Regions from separate parts of the Zea mays genome. Here all the other regions are linked to region 2. Evidence: chromatin contacts called from public Hi-C data. All regions are on one chromosome and are shown on one strand. The core of a region is the stretch at or near the end of the contact, and the rest is flanking DNA. Distances in the headings are between cores, read along the strand shown. Region 1 holds the start of LOC100280021 (putative SET-domain containing protein family). Region 2 holds the start of LOC100280092. Region 3 holds the start of LOC100273447 (grx_S12-glutaredoxin subgroup I).

Region 1 (4,615 bases), core at 617-3,116, 400 kb after region 2:
GCTAAACGAATGACAAATACAGACATGAATGCATCTAGTCATTGTAGCACATTGAACATGACGTTGAGGAAATCAAGAAAAACTTTACCTGAAGATCCATCACTGAGCTGTATGGCATCAGGACCAGTCAGAAAATCTCGATCAGTTAAATGGTCACCGACACTGATTTCTGCTATATCAACTTGTGGTTCAGTTAAATGGTCACCAATGTTGATTTCTGCTATATCAATTTGTGGTTCTGGTTTGGGTTCTTTCACGATGAAAGAATCATCGACAGCTAAAGGATATTCACACCCAGCATCTTGCAGCACTACAGTCAAGGACCTAGTTACTCCACGACTGTTTTGTGGCGAAACAGACAGAGCACCTTGGGTTGAAACAGTGGGTTGCTGTGGTCCAGACTCAAATGGCTGCAACTCTGCCCTGAAATTAGCCGTGCCCATCCTGGGCCTCTTCACCAGGGGCGTTTCATTATCATCTTCGCCTCTGTCATCGTGAATAGCAGAAACATATTGTTGCCGATCGTGCTCCGAGTGCGCATGTGCTGCTTGGTTGCCCTGATAAAAAATATCGATAATGAACAGCAGTAAGGAGTTAATGGAGAAGAAAGGAAGGTATAACCTGTTGTAAGCGAGGTAGATAGGAGAATGATGACCTGTTGGGAGGGAGGGGTTTGTTTGTTGTCTTGCCTATCGAGGATGGCATCAGCGAGGGCACGATAGCACTCATCCTCAATGGGCTCCCAGTTGTTGTTGAAGATGTTGAGGAGTTCCTTGAGTACTGGGGTGGCCTGCTTCTTAGAGAAACCAAGCAGCTTCATGGCGTTCAATGCCTTCTTGGCCCTTTCCTTGTTGCTGCTCATGTTGGTGTTGATGGAAGAAATGGCGAACAGCTATGGTGGCGGTTGCTCCCTGTCCTACTGCAGCCTGTGGCGAGCGCCATGGGCAAGAAAATGGTCAAACACTTTATAACTGGGCAAAATAAACTACTCAAGTTGCACAAAATGCATGCAACCGAATACTATACAGTACTAGTACTGTTTGTTATGAGCAGTAGCCGATGCAAGCAAAACCCATGAAAGTAAGAGAAAATAAGGCGTGACCAAACGAAGGTACCAATCCCCAAGGTTGGGTCGTTAATTTTTTTTCCCCCGCCAGAATCGTCAGAACAGATCAGATCGCACCAAAAAAAAAACAAGACGAAATACAAAATAGAAAAAGATACGACGGTACTAAAAATGAGAGCCATTTTTTTGTGTGCCTCGAAGGAAGACACAAAATCCCTAATGCCTGAACTGAATGGTGGCTTAGGTTTTCCAGAGCCCAATGCATGAACTAAAATGGTAGCTTAGGTTTACGAGAATCGTTGAAAACATTAGAACGCACCCGCACCTTAAAAAATGGTCAGTCTTTTTTTCCCTGTTAAGAACCAGTATAAGAAAGATGCTTAAATGAAATGAAAGGTGACCTCAAGTGCTACAACAGGAAAATCCGCAGTGGATCCACCACATACGATGCGTGAGAAGGGAGATGAATGAATAGTGACGGAGGAAGGGAGGAGGGGAGGAGAACAGGAAGGAAAAGAGACACACCTGTACTTCAACGGACTCCAGTGGACGAGGAACGGACTGGAATGGGAAGGATTAACTGCAATCAGGGGAGGCATTCATTCCCCGCTCCATCCTACAGTTGTATGCGTGATTCGCTCGCCAATCTCACAGATTGATGATTGTCTATACTAGGAAGGGGGAAGAGGAAAGGCGGAAGAGGCGAGGAGGACTTGGGGTTTTCTCTCTTCCTCTGGCGTCTGCTGGGGTTTCTCTCTTCTTCCCAGGTCCCCCCAACCAACAACAAAGGAAGGCAACAAGGCGCGGCGAGCGGATGGGTCACTGACCTGTTGTTCGACCTGGGCGATCAAATGGGAAAGGCGAGGCCATGCCATCATGATTTGGGCCGACCCAGCGACCATCATTCCTTCTGAACTGGGCCAAGAGGCCCAAATGAAGCGCAACGCAGCCAAGAAAGGTCCATGTTTGACGTATCGCAAGTATTAAGGTGTCGTTCATGAAATATAACGTAATTGACAATGATAATAATTTATATTTGATTATTAGCGGTAATAAGTTTGAATTGCACGATATCAATTTCTAGTATGATATATAATTACGGTTAGATTTAAATAAACATATTTCAAGGTTATTGTTCACGTTACAAATATGTGAACCAAACAACACCTAAGTAAAAAGAAATCTCAGCCCTATCATCGTGACACCGAGTTCCTTCATTCCCTTAATCCCTTTAGCCTCCCCACTAAACCTTAGCTCCCTCTCTCTCTTTCTAGGATGTCGCAATCTTCAGCTCTCAGGTGTGGCGACGACGGTGGGGACTGGGGACGGCATCCTGGTCGCCCTCTCCCAGTCGGAGGTTGTGGCGCAGTAGTGCAATGCGAAGAAGCTTATGTGTAGCACAGGGAAGGCGGCGTGGATTGCGGGGTCAACCTTTTTCTGGTGCTGGGACTGCCGCTCATCATCGAGATGGACCAGGAGCAGCAGCTCAATGACCTAGAGCTGCAGCAGCAAACGCTCCTAGGCGAGCCACTGTTGCCGCCAGCCAAGTAGATATATCAATCTTTTTGTTCCTATAGGCAAAATTGCTAGGTTTCTATTTCTACCAAGCTCATCATCCGAGAGGAGTTTTAAAAGGAGGGGCTTATCGAGTCGACCTGTTGTTGGTCAGCCGTAATTCAAGGTTCGTATTTCATGCAACACTAGTTTAGCTTCCTTCCCAAGAATTGAAACAGATCGATTAGATAAGTCATTCTCTGTCGTTGTTGCCACCTTATGTAATCCTCTATCTATGTTTGCACGCTAATTGTGTGTGATTTTAATAAATCTGCTTCTTGCTCTTATTCGGTCTGGATCATCTTGGATGATGAACGCCAAACATTTTGCATTGGGTGTATTGTGATCCTAAGCGCCCTATGCGAAGCTCCTCTTGATGGCATTGTTGTTTTGGCAACTGATGGATCATTGATGAAGCTGACATGTCATTCAAAAGCTCTTCTACGGTGATGAAACCTATTATCAAAAGCAGGGGTGTTTGGTCTGTTTGCAGCGGTTCGCGGGCGTGGACGCGAAAAACACCTGACGCAGAGGGACATTCTAGCAGCCCCCCAAAAGAGGGGGAGAAGAGAGGGCGTGATGCCCCATTTTCGCAACCGCGGCCGGTATCCGCTAGATGACGCTGTTAGAAATATGCCCTAGAGATGTTTATAGAGATGAGTATATTTCTTTGTATCCATAATATTATATATATATATATATATATATATATATATATATATATATATATATATATATATATATTAATTGAATATCCATGAAAGGCACCTTGTATTGATTAGCAATTATATGAATTGTTTGTGAGATTCTTTACTTGTATGGTTATTCTAAATGGTGTCCCTGGTCAGAGTCGATGACCAGCACGTGTATTAGTTAGGGCTGGGCATTCGGTCTATTAGGGTAATTCGGTTCGGTCTATTCGGGTTTTTGAAATTTTAGGTTCTGAAAAATGAGAACCGAAATTTTCAAAATAATTTTAAAAACCGAATCCGAATAGACTAACAATTTCGGTTCGGTCTATTTGGTCCACCGAATAGACTCAAATAATAGAGACTAGTATCTTTTGCTAAAATATATACAATGAATAATTAATTGAAAGTACTATTATTACAACAAGTGACTATAAAAATAGCATACAAATATATATATATATATATATACTATCATTAAGATGATATCATAATTTTTAGCTAATAAGTTCATAAATCATATAATAATACCATCACATGTTAAGAGCTTTTTTATATTTTGGATTATTCGATCTATTCAGGTTTGAAAGGTTAGGAACCGAACTCGAACCCATACCCCGAAATATAGCATATATAGGAACTGAACCTGAACCCAAAAACCCGAATGGACCGACAATTCGGTCTATTCGGGTTTGGTTCAGGTTCGGGGGTTTTAAAATACCCACCCCTAGTATTAGTTGGTGACTACATTTTACAAGTTATGGACATGGAGATGTGTAACACCCAAAATCATATTTTGGTGATTTAAATAATTCTCCAAAAGATTCGAGATAAGATGTCTATTAATAATAATTTTTCTTTATAATGTATATCTCTCGGAAGTAAATAAGTAATAGTAGCGAGAATTTGGTATTCAAAACTTGGATCCAAAACTTAAATGTAAAACATGGAACAATAAATAAAAGAAATGCTTCAAGCTATTTATTAATCCCTTTACAAATATATATATATATATATTAATTCATGGCAAATATATTAATTTGTCCTAAACAAATAAATAATGAAATTTAGAGTATACATTCAAAGAAGTATCTATGAAAATTTAAAAAATGTGTGGTTCATGTTTCGAAGCACACTTTTTAGAGAACTAAGAAGAATAATAAAAATAATTATACACTTTTGCATACATGTTGGGATTTCTTTTGTGGTGCATTTATAATTTAGTTTGAAGTTTGAACTTTGGTTAGAAAATAGAAAAGAAAAGAAAAAGGGACCCGGGTTGGGCCAACTCTCCTTAGCTCGGCCC
Region 2 (4,887 bases), core at 2,285-4,784:
TAATTCAGTAACAATGATAAAGTATGATCATGAATCAGATGTATTATAACACCCAAAACCAACGTAGAGCAGTTAACGGTGCGACGTGGCATCGATGAAGACGGCGAAGGCTTCCCCATGACTCTGCGCCTGCCCCTGCCACACGACACGACAGGGGATGAGCACCACCGTCAGCGACAGCTGGAGACACATCGGATGGGAAAGAGGGAGAGGTAAGGCTTACTCCAGCAACAACCCGTAAATGGTCCGGTACTTTAAATATAGTATTTCACTTGCACCTTTTTGCCTCCGGCAGGGAACGCTAAATGAACCTGTAAAATACAGGAGTCTCGCCAGGACCTCTACATTTGGAGGCTCCTCTATAGCTCTTCTCAGGCTCCAGACAAATAAGGGGCACACGTGGAGGTGACGTTGACATACCGATTTTAATTGATTATTTAATATAGAGGATGAGATATAGAGGACGTTGCTGGAGAGAGTAAAAATACAGAGTACAAAATCTTTTAGAGTAGTCTGTAAAGAACATAAAATATTTTTTAGAGGATTAAATTTAGAGGATGTTGCTGCAGATAGCCTAAGTAAGATCCTACCGGAGCAACAGCAACCATGGCAAGAAAAGGGGCAAGGAGCAAGAGGCAGCGGCGGCAGCGAGTCATGGTCACCGACCTTGCTCGAGAATGATCGGATCGCCGAGTGGCAGCAGCACGCCGAGGAAACGAGAGGGCATCGAGGAGACGCGACGACGCCACTACAACGAGCGTGCTTTGCTCGGCCATTCAATTGCTGGGCCACACCCTCGCCGCAGGGGAATCAGTCCAGTATCCGTGTTTGAAAGAAAACGGCATTGTTCACCTCGTTCATGTTATTCGTATTGATATCTCGAAAGTAATTAATCTAATATAATACTCTCACCTTTCTTTTTTATTTATCGTGTTTTAGTTCAAAAATGAACTAAGAAACGATAAATATTTGAAAACGAAGGTATTATTAATTTATGTCATAAATTTTAATGTATTCTTATATAAATTGGGTTAAACCTATTTTTTAAAAAAATACAAGAATTATATCTTTTTTTAGCGGAGGAAGTACTCAACTTCCAACTCTAAAGTACATGTACCTCCCATCGCATTTGAATCGGGCTGAATGCAATCCAGTTATTCGATGTGAAAAACATATATGCTTTAGATACAAGTTAGCGAGTACATATTCTTTCTGCACAAACTAAGTTCCACTAGAACTAGAAGTACACGTGATCACTTCGACGAGGCGAGCAAACAACATTTTTTTTCGAAATGAAGAGAGAACAGCAGCTATGGAAATGAAAAGGAGCAAACTTTTCATGGCAAACAATACGACTCGGTTCCTCTCCTGCTGGAAAAGAATTCAGGTGTTACAACGGAAGTCTAGAATATATACTGGTTTTCAACTCAAATCATGACTTCCGCTCCTGGTATAGATAGCTGCCTCTATGCCTTCTTAGTATTTGCGATCGATCTTGCTGCCTTGAGGTTCAAAAACACCGCCCTGTAATAGAAAATTCAAACAAAAGTCAAGCATAATTCTCACAAGCCAAAACGGCACGACAAGATGCTAACTGCTAAACATATAGTAGGTGTTACCAGCAGGAGGCGACAAAGCTGTGGAAAAGAACTCGGAGCTGGAGTGGCATGTACTCATAGTTGATCCAACTTACAATTGGCCAGAACTGCACAAAAAAACAAAAAACAAAAAAAACCCCCAAAGTCACTAGAAAATAAACCATGGATTGATGCATCGATTCCCCAACAGAAAAAGCATACCCTCCAAGCTGTGAGTTGGACAGATGCATAATCCTTCTTCACCTTGTTCTTTACTTGTCCAAATGGTCTCCCTGGAATTCATGCAAATTGCAAATACTGATTATTTCTCACAACACAAAACATGTCCAGTTGTTTGTATACTGTGCGACGCAACATGCAGTTGTCTGTAAGGAAACTTGAACAATGGACAGAAACATGTTTTATTGTGATACACAATGAACTTTCCAGTAGAGATTATATATATACCTTCAACCACCAGACCAAAATACATCATAAACATCATGTTGTTCCATGGAGATGCGGTCAGCTGCTCTACTAAGACCTACACATGACAAATGAGCAAAAAAGCGGTACCTTGGTCATGATTGTCCTCAGGTTACATACCTTGGAGTAAAAAGGTACAGGAAATTGCATTTGAGAAATCTTGATGGTTCATCCGGAAAGAAAGGCAGTTACATACCTTCTTGGCTGTAGTTTCTTTTCCTTTCTTTCCCTTGAAAAACCTATCCATGAGCTTGTGGAGGAAATGTCCAAACGGTCCCGCGTATGCAAATCCATATAGCTGTTGCATTGCACATAGTCAACAAATGAAAATAAGAACCACTGAATCAGAAGTGTGGGTATTGAAATCCAAACATAATTGCTAATATGTAAATTATGACATTTCTTTGGCACTTGGTCCAGTTGATTGAACTAGTGGCCAGAGAGCTGTCCAATTTACCAGCAGGTTAATTTTTATGCATACATATGATCTCATATTCTCTCTCTCTCACACACACACATCCGAAAGGAGTGTCGTTTAGCTATGAATCTAGACAGTCTTTTTTGGGATGGAGAGAGTACTTGGATAAGATGACAGTTTCCTTTGCACAAGAAAAATACTAGATTTGCGTGGGTCGCTGAGCTACAGACTGTACTAAGCTTGATTCTCTGAGGTCGAGCAAGGTCTGTGACTGAGTGAAAATGGCAGTCTAGTTGTTGGTGATCCGTGGATCTATGCGGTAGACGTTTATATCAGCCTATATATTTCACGTATTAAACTTGTTTTCTGATTTGCAGTCTACATCAATGACCAATCGTGTGGATTCCCGTCCCACTAGCAGGGCTACATCGATTGTTTTCATTCGGCTGCCCGGAACAAACTAAAGAAAAACGCATTTTTGTGTTGAGAAGCCACTCTGACCGTGCTGCTCATCAGCTAGGCATAATTCCACTAACTGCACAGCAGGACCCAAGAAACAAACCTTTTAAGGTAACGATTGACCTGATGGCCGATTAACGAAATCCAGATAAAAACTACTGAATCGAGTGAGAACACCAGCTGTCTGAATTTCGGGTAGGCGACAAGCAGTTACTCAAATCAACTAAAGCAAGAACGCCTAAAACGCAAAAGAAAGGAAGAATAGCGCACCGCGATGAGGAGGAGCCTCCTGAGTTGGAGCTTGGAAACACCGGAGATCTTCTGAGCGACGGCGTCGCTGCAGCCGGCCAGGACGCCGGAGGTGATAGCCTTGGTGCGCAGCGGGTGGGCCTGCAGCTGCTTCATGTAGGCCTGCCCCGCCATCGCCACCACCTCAGACATCTTGGGTGAATCGATCAGAGCTCCCCTCCTCCCTCCTCTAGTCGTGGAGAGGCGATGGAGCAAGTCAACTGGAGAACAGCCAGGAGAAGGAACAGATCATGGAGAAACAGAGGGGGATGCTGCGAATCAGTGAGAGATCTTGACTAATCCAACAAACACATCAATCAATGATTCTGACCGGGCAGGTGCTGCTGCTGACAGCACATTTAATAAGAACATTTTATTGGGCAGGACTAGTAGCACCGTAGTAGGTGAGTAATTACCATTGAATTACAAGACCACACCGTATTAGGTGAGTAATTATCATTGAATTACAAGAGCACCGTAATAGATGACTAGTAATTACCATTGGATTACCAACGTTCTTCTTCCTCAGTTCCCCTGCAGCAGCCGAGGCGAGTATTGGTCCAATAATCTTTTTGACTTAGGGCATGTTTGGATATATGATGTTAAAGTTCAGCAGTATATTTTTAGCTGAATTTTAGCACTTGAAGATCAAAGAAGAGGGTAAAAAGTAAAGTGTTAAGAGAGAAGAGGAGAGAGAAGGAGTGGTCTGTAAAGTTACAACTGGCTTGATACAAAAACCAAGATTTTTTGTGAGAGACAAATGGCCATGCATTAATAGTAAAGAGCTAACAACTATACACATAGACTAAAAGGTGGACATCGAGAATGCTTACAACCAGCAGTTGATTATATTATTAAATTTGCTCTTAGGGCCTGTTTGGTTCAGAGTGACTAAACTTCAGTCATATTTAGTCCCTAAAGAGACAAACATGGTGACTAGAAGTCTCATACTAAAGTTTAGTCCTCTAGTCACCATGAGGGTGACTAAAAGTGGCTAAAGTGATATTTTTACTACATCCATCATCCCTTCTTCCATGTGCGCTCTTTAGTCAGATTTAGTCACTTAAACTAAACATGGTACTTTAGTGGAAAGGTTTAGTCAGGTGACTAAATAAACCAAACAAGTCCTTAGGATATGTTTAGTTGCCTAACAAGTAAATTTGTTTGTGCGCGTTCTAGATCTAGATGATGTGCTCAGTGGGCACAAGATTTATACTGCTTCGGGCAATGTCCCTACATCCAGTCTTCGGTGGCTTGTGCTACAAACACCTTGTTGCTCAATGCTTATTGTAGGGGGTTATAAGCGGGGCGAGAGAGGGAGGGGCTCCTAAGTATCTTATGCGTGGTTGGACCTAAGAACTACGAATCTGGTGTTCTCTACTAAGTCTTGGGGGTTATGGCGGTGCATTCCTTGGCTTTGGCCTCCGTAGTCCTCCGTGTGTCCTCTCTTCCGCGTCTCGTCAGACCCTCCTTTTATAGACCAGGAGTGTTTACAGGTAGCTTCTTGGGGAAGGAGTTACTTTGCCCTGGTAGAATGAAGCATTCTACCGCCGGTAGAAACCTGTTTGTCGGTATTTGCCTTAGTCGTCTGCGCTCACTAGCCAGGCTCATTAATCCCGGCTGCGTGTGGGCGACAAGGGGTTCTGGCATCATCACTGC
Region 3 (4,273 bases), core at 1,162-3,661, 510 kb after region 2:
TAATCATGTGCAACATGTGAGGTCCAGGGATGACTTGTACAACTTGAGCACCAAGGTAAGTAAAGACAGAAATGCTTAATAGAACATGATCAAAGGCATAAAGCACATGTATGATATAGATCAATCCAAGTTCCGCGAATCTAAGACATTTAGCTCACTACGCAACCTGCAAAACCTTTTCTCATCTAAAGGCTTGGTGAAGATATTGTCTAGCTAGTTCTATAGGTGTACATTCGGGCCGCCCGCCCGGCCTGGCCCAAGCCCGAAAAGGCCCGTATTGTTTGGATTTCGGGCCATGCCGGGCCGGCCCACGGCCCGTCACGTAATTGCTTCAACGTGCCGGGCTCATTTCGGGCGGCCCGAAATTATAAAAACCTGAAATACAATTTTGGCCCGAAATTCACATTAGGGCCCGAAATTCAATTTTTGGCCCAAAATTCAGTTTTTGGTCCGAAATTCACATCAGGGCCCGGAATTCACATCAAAGCCCTAAATTCAACACAAATTTAATAAAGCAAATAAAAGATAAGATAAATAAATTTGACCAAAAGCAAACTTAATATTTGTATTAAGTTACCAGAGCTATGCAATGACTACCTCGTTTATAAATCATTTTGTCAGAAGACAAAAGAGTATAATCAGCTCTATACAAAGTTCGTAAGTTCAGTTCATTATCTAATGTTCATAACAAAAGTAAAATTACATCACATACTCTAATTCAAAGTTACAAAAAACATCTAACTAGCATTATCTCTAGCTTTGTGTTCTTTATAAAGTACATGAAAGTGTGGAATGAAGTGTGGTTTTAATAAATATATGGGTCTTTTCGTGTCTTTATATGGGCCATTTCGTGCCTGCCTTAAACGGGTCGTGCTCGTGCCCGCCCATGGGCCGCGACCTCGGCCCAAACCCGGCCCGATATATCGGGCCGTGCCAGCCCGACACTAAAATATTTCAGTCTGTGCCGTGCCTGGGCCGTGCTTTTTTCTGTGCTTCGGGCCGGCCCATCAGGCCCGACCCAAATGTACACCTATAGTTGGTGGGCAAATCTCGGTGGGAAGAAAAATGGGCCGGCTAGATACATGGGATGGGCGAGCGGGAATTTTTTTAACCAAAACATCCCCTATTTGTAGCTATAGATTGGGAAAGTTTAAGGGCTATGAAAAAATTAAAGAAGGTTTATGAGACCTATTGGAGGCTTTATGCCCGTTTAACAGGGCTCTCGGGACGACTTCTCCTCTGGCTTTTAGTGAAGCCGTGCCAAACAATCTTAAAAATGGCTTCTCGTCGAGAGCCATCAAGGAGCCAGAGCCGTTTTGCTATTAGGAGCCGAAGCACCAGAAAGGCTTCTACCGGCTTCTTCTGTCCTGCACACAATAATGTTTAACGAAATTATAGCCCCTGCCACCGTCTTACCGTGAGAAATTGCTTTGCCAAATGAATTCAAAAACGGATCTGGCTCCTCTAGAGAAACCAAGAAGCCAGAGTCGGAGCCGTGCCAAAGGGGCCCTAAATTTTTTCTTCTCCCCTATAATGTTAAGTTAGGGGAAATTTAAGGGAGCTTTTGGAGATGCTCCCCAAAAGTCTCTCCCTAAATTAAGTTTTTCTAAGAAAAAACAAAAAAAACTTGACTCCAACAGTCCCCTAAAGTGTCCTAACTTTTTCATAGCACTTAAAACTCTCTCATTTGTAGCTAGAAAAAGAGAGTTTGGGCTCCCCAGAAACACAACCGCGCGCAGAATTGAGTTGATTTTCCTTTTTACCGCTTTCGCGTGTTTGTTTGATGTCTATCCGCCCCTGTGGCCGCGCAACCTCGTAGTTTGCCGTTGCGCGCGCAACCTCGTCGCCTGCCACTGCTCGCTGCATCCTTGTCGTTCACACAACCTCACCGTTCGCGCGCGGCAGCGTGCCCTCGCTATTCAGCATCTACCGTCACGCGATTCGCTATTGGATCCCTGTCGCCGGTTTAGCCTTTGCTATCGCTCATGCCCGCCATTACTCCTCCCTCGCTGGACCACGTACCACCAGCGACCTTTGATGGCAGCCCATATTTGGTCGATGGGGAGACGTCAAAGCTGCGAAAGAAGAAAACACACCCATGAAACCTATCAACATGAGTCAAGGCTGACTTGGCTTAATTTAAAATATTTTTGATCCATTTTTAAAGGAACTGTTGGAGAAATGGTTAAATTCTATTCTCAATATTTTTCGAGATGCTCCTTAAAACTGATTTTTAGAAGTTATAGAGATGCTCTTACTTTATGCAAACTCGAGTCAGTTTTTTTGGGGTCAGGTTTATAGTGCATGTGTCTGACCCAAAACAGTGCCATGGGCTGGCTAGAGGTCTAGAGCTGGATGGATGCTGTTGGACTTCTAAGCCCAGCCCACGAAGGAAATCCATCCAGAGACGAATCCCATCGTGTTGTGGCCGGAGAGACGAGAGGACTCCAGAGAGATTCCGACACCGCTGGGCTCAGATGCCGCCGCCGCCGCCGCCGCCGCAGCAGCAGCAGCAGCAGTCCGGCATGACTCTCTGCCGCCTCCCCACGGCCACTCTTGGCCTTCCCCTTTCTCTCCCCTGTTTGCTACCTCGTTCCCGCCCCCGCCTGTGCTTCGCCGCACGTCATGCCAGGGCCGTCGCCGCCAGGGCTTCCTCATCCTCTCCATCACCGGACTCTTCATTCGGTTCGCGGATGGAGGAGTCCGTCAAGAAGACGGTGGCCGACAACCCCGTTGTCATCTACTCCAAGTCATGGTGCTCGTAAGATTAATAGCCCCAACTGAGCTAAAACTAGGCAACTAGCATTGATTCATTAGCTTTGATTCGCCATCACCTCATCTAATTGACTGATTCCATGGCATGCTCAACGTCGGTAGATATTGCATGGAGGTGAAGGCGCTCTTCAAGCGGATCGGTGTGCAGCCCCATGTTATCGAGCTTGACCATCTCGGTTCGTCCTCTTTCCAGCTTCATTCATGTCCTTCCTTCCAGGGCAAGGAACTGAACTGAGTAGCTCTGTTTGATTCATATTCATTTAAAGGGCTATCATATATGAAATCATGTATCATGACCATTGATTGTGCAACCGGACTATACCCCATGTCCGTGGGCAATCAGGTGGCAATGTTACTGAATTGTTTTGAACTTCGAGATGGAGATGTTTTCTGCTGTTCAAACTCTAGGGTTTCTTTAGCTGCACGCCTGGACAATTTGGGTTAACTGGTTGAGGCTGTTATAAATGTTTGATCCTGTGCTCTTGCACACCCAACACCATCAAGAACTGACACTATTGCCAAATCACTATATCAGGTATAAGGTTAAAATTTGCCTAGCCTGAACCTGTAAAAGCATAACATTGCTCCATCAGAATTGAGCATCGATATCTTGTGGCTTGTGACTTTCCTTTTCCTACCATGGACACTATCAACAACCATGTATTGACACCGCTAGTCATGTTCAGTTGGTCAAGTGTGCTATGGCCATCACCAGTTTTTGCCCTGTTTGAAATGAATATGCGGTAGTTGTGCACTGTGCTTCATGGAACGTGTATGAATCTCATACACAGTTTTTGTTTCAGGCTCCTTTCCTCTCATTCTCCACTTTGCCAACCAGTTATAATAACCCACATGTTCATAGTTGCATTTGATTTTCTTCTTTGTCACCATCAGCTACAAATCCAATAATATGCAAAAGCACTACCAGTTGAACCGTACCTTGAACTATTGCATATACTTGTTTTACTCGTACCAGACATAAGACCGTGTTCAGCAGTTTACCTATATGGTTACCTAAAATACTGTTTTGTACTGTAGACTGTACTGTTCGCAGAGTGGAGTTTGAATACGGGGATGTGAATGGGTAAGCTGCTGGAGATAGTTTAATGCATTTGGCATGCTCATAGGCACAAGGGTTTTCTGCATACTTTTTTATTCCTATCTGTTTTGAGTGTGCTAGTGAAGTTGGCCATGCCAGCTTATCTAAATGTACCTTTGCTATGCTTGTGTTTTTACTAAGTCGCATGATCTGAAGGGTTGTGATTTTTTGGTAGTTATTTCCTACTGAAAATGAGAAACAAATAGTAATGCAGTGATTATTATATATCAATTTTCATGTTGATGCTCTTATGCAACTGACGGCTAATCCCTTTCAGGTGCTCAAGGACCACAAATACAGAAGGTATTAGAGAGGCTGACTGGACAGTCTACTGTTCCTAATGTTTTCATCGGTATGCCAACTTTCCCTTTCTCACCGTCATTTTTACTGTATAACCTA

The links. Hi-C and Micro-C count contacts between places; a contact is called where the count stands out from the background.
Region 1: a contact with region 2 is called in a Hi-C map of ear, with 4 times the contacts expected there. The contact joins the promoter of LOC100280021 here to the promoter of LOC100280092 in region 2. A contact is called at or near these places in 4 of 25 Hi-C or Micro-C datasets (ear, leaf and tassel).
Region 3: a contact with region 2 is called in a Hi-C map of leaf, with 2.9 times the contacts expected there. The contact joins the promoter of LOC100273447 here to the promoter of LOC100280092 in region 2. A contact is called at or near these places in 2 of 25 Hi-C or Micro-C datasets (ear and leaf).

Annotation. Positions count from the first base shown.
Region 1 is chr4:50,772,481-50,777,095 of Zm-B73-REFERENCE-NAM-5.0, forward strand. LOC100280021 (putative SET-domain containing protein family) reads right to left here and starts at 1,867. Exons shown (of 9, transcript NM_001152966.1): 1 at 1,592-1,867; 2 at 656-926; 3 at 89-557. The coding sequence starts at 862.
Region 2 is chr4:50,371,355-50,376,241 of Zm-B73-REFERENCE-NAM-5.0, forward strand. LOC100280092 reads right to left here and starts at 3,535. Exons shown (of 6, transcript NM_001153030.1): 1 at 3,211-3,535; 2 at 2,260-2,361; 3 at 2,046-2,121; 4 at 1,800-1,870; 5 at 1,620-1,705; 6 at 1,155-1,524. The coding sequence starts at 3,381. The coding sequence ends at 1,467.
Region 3 is chr4:50,882,187-50,886,459 of Zm-B73-REFERENCE-NAM-5.0, forward strand. LOC100273447 (grx_S12-glutaredoxin subgroup I) reads left to right here and starts at 2,412. Exons shown (of 5, transcript NM_001147884.1): 1 at 2,412-2,761; 2 at 2,878-2,951; 3 at 4,152-4,226. The coding sequence starts at 2,478.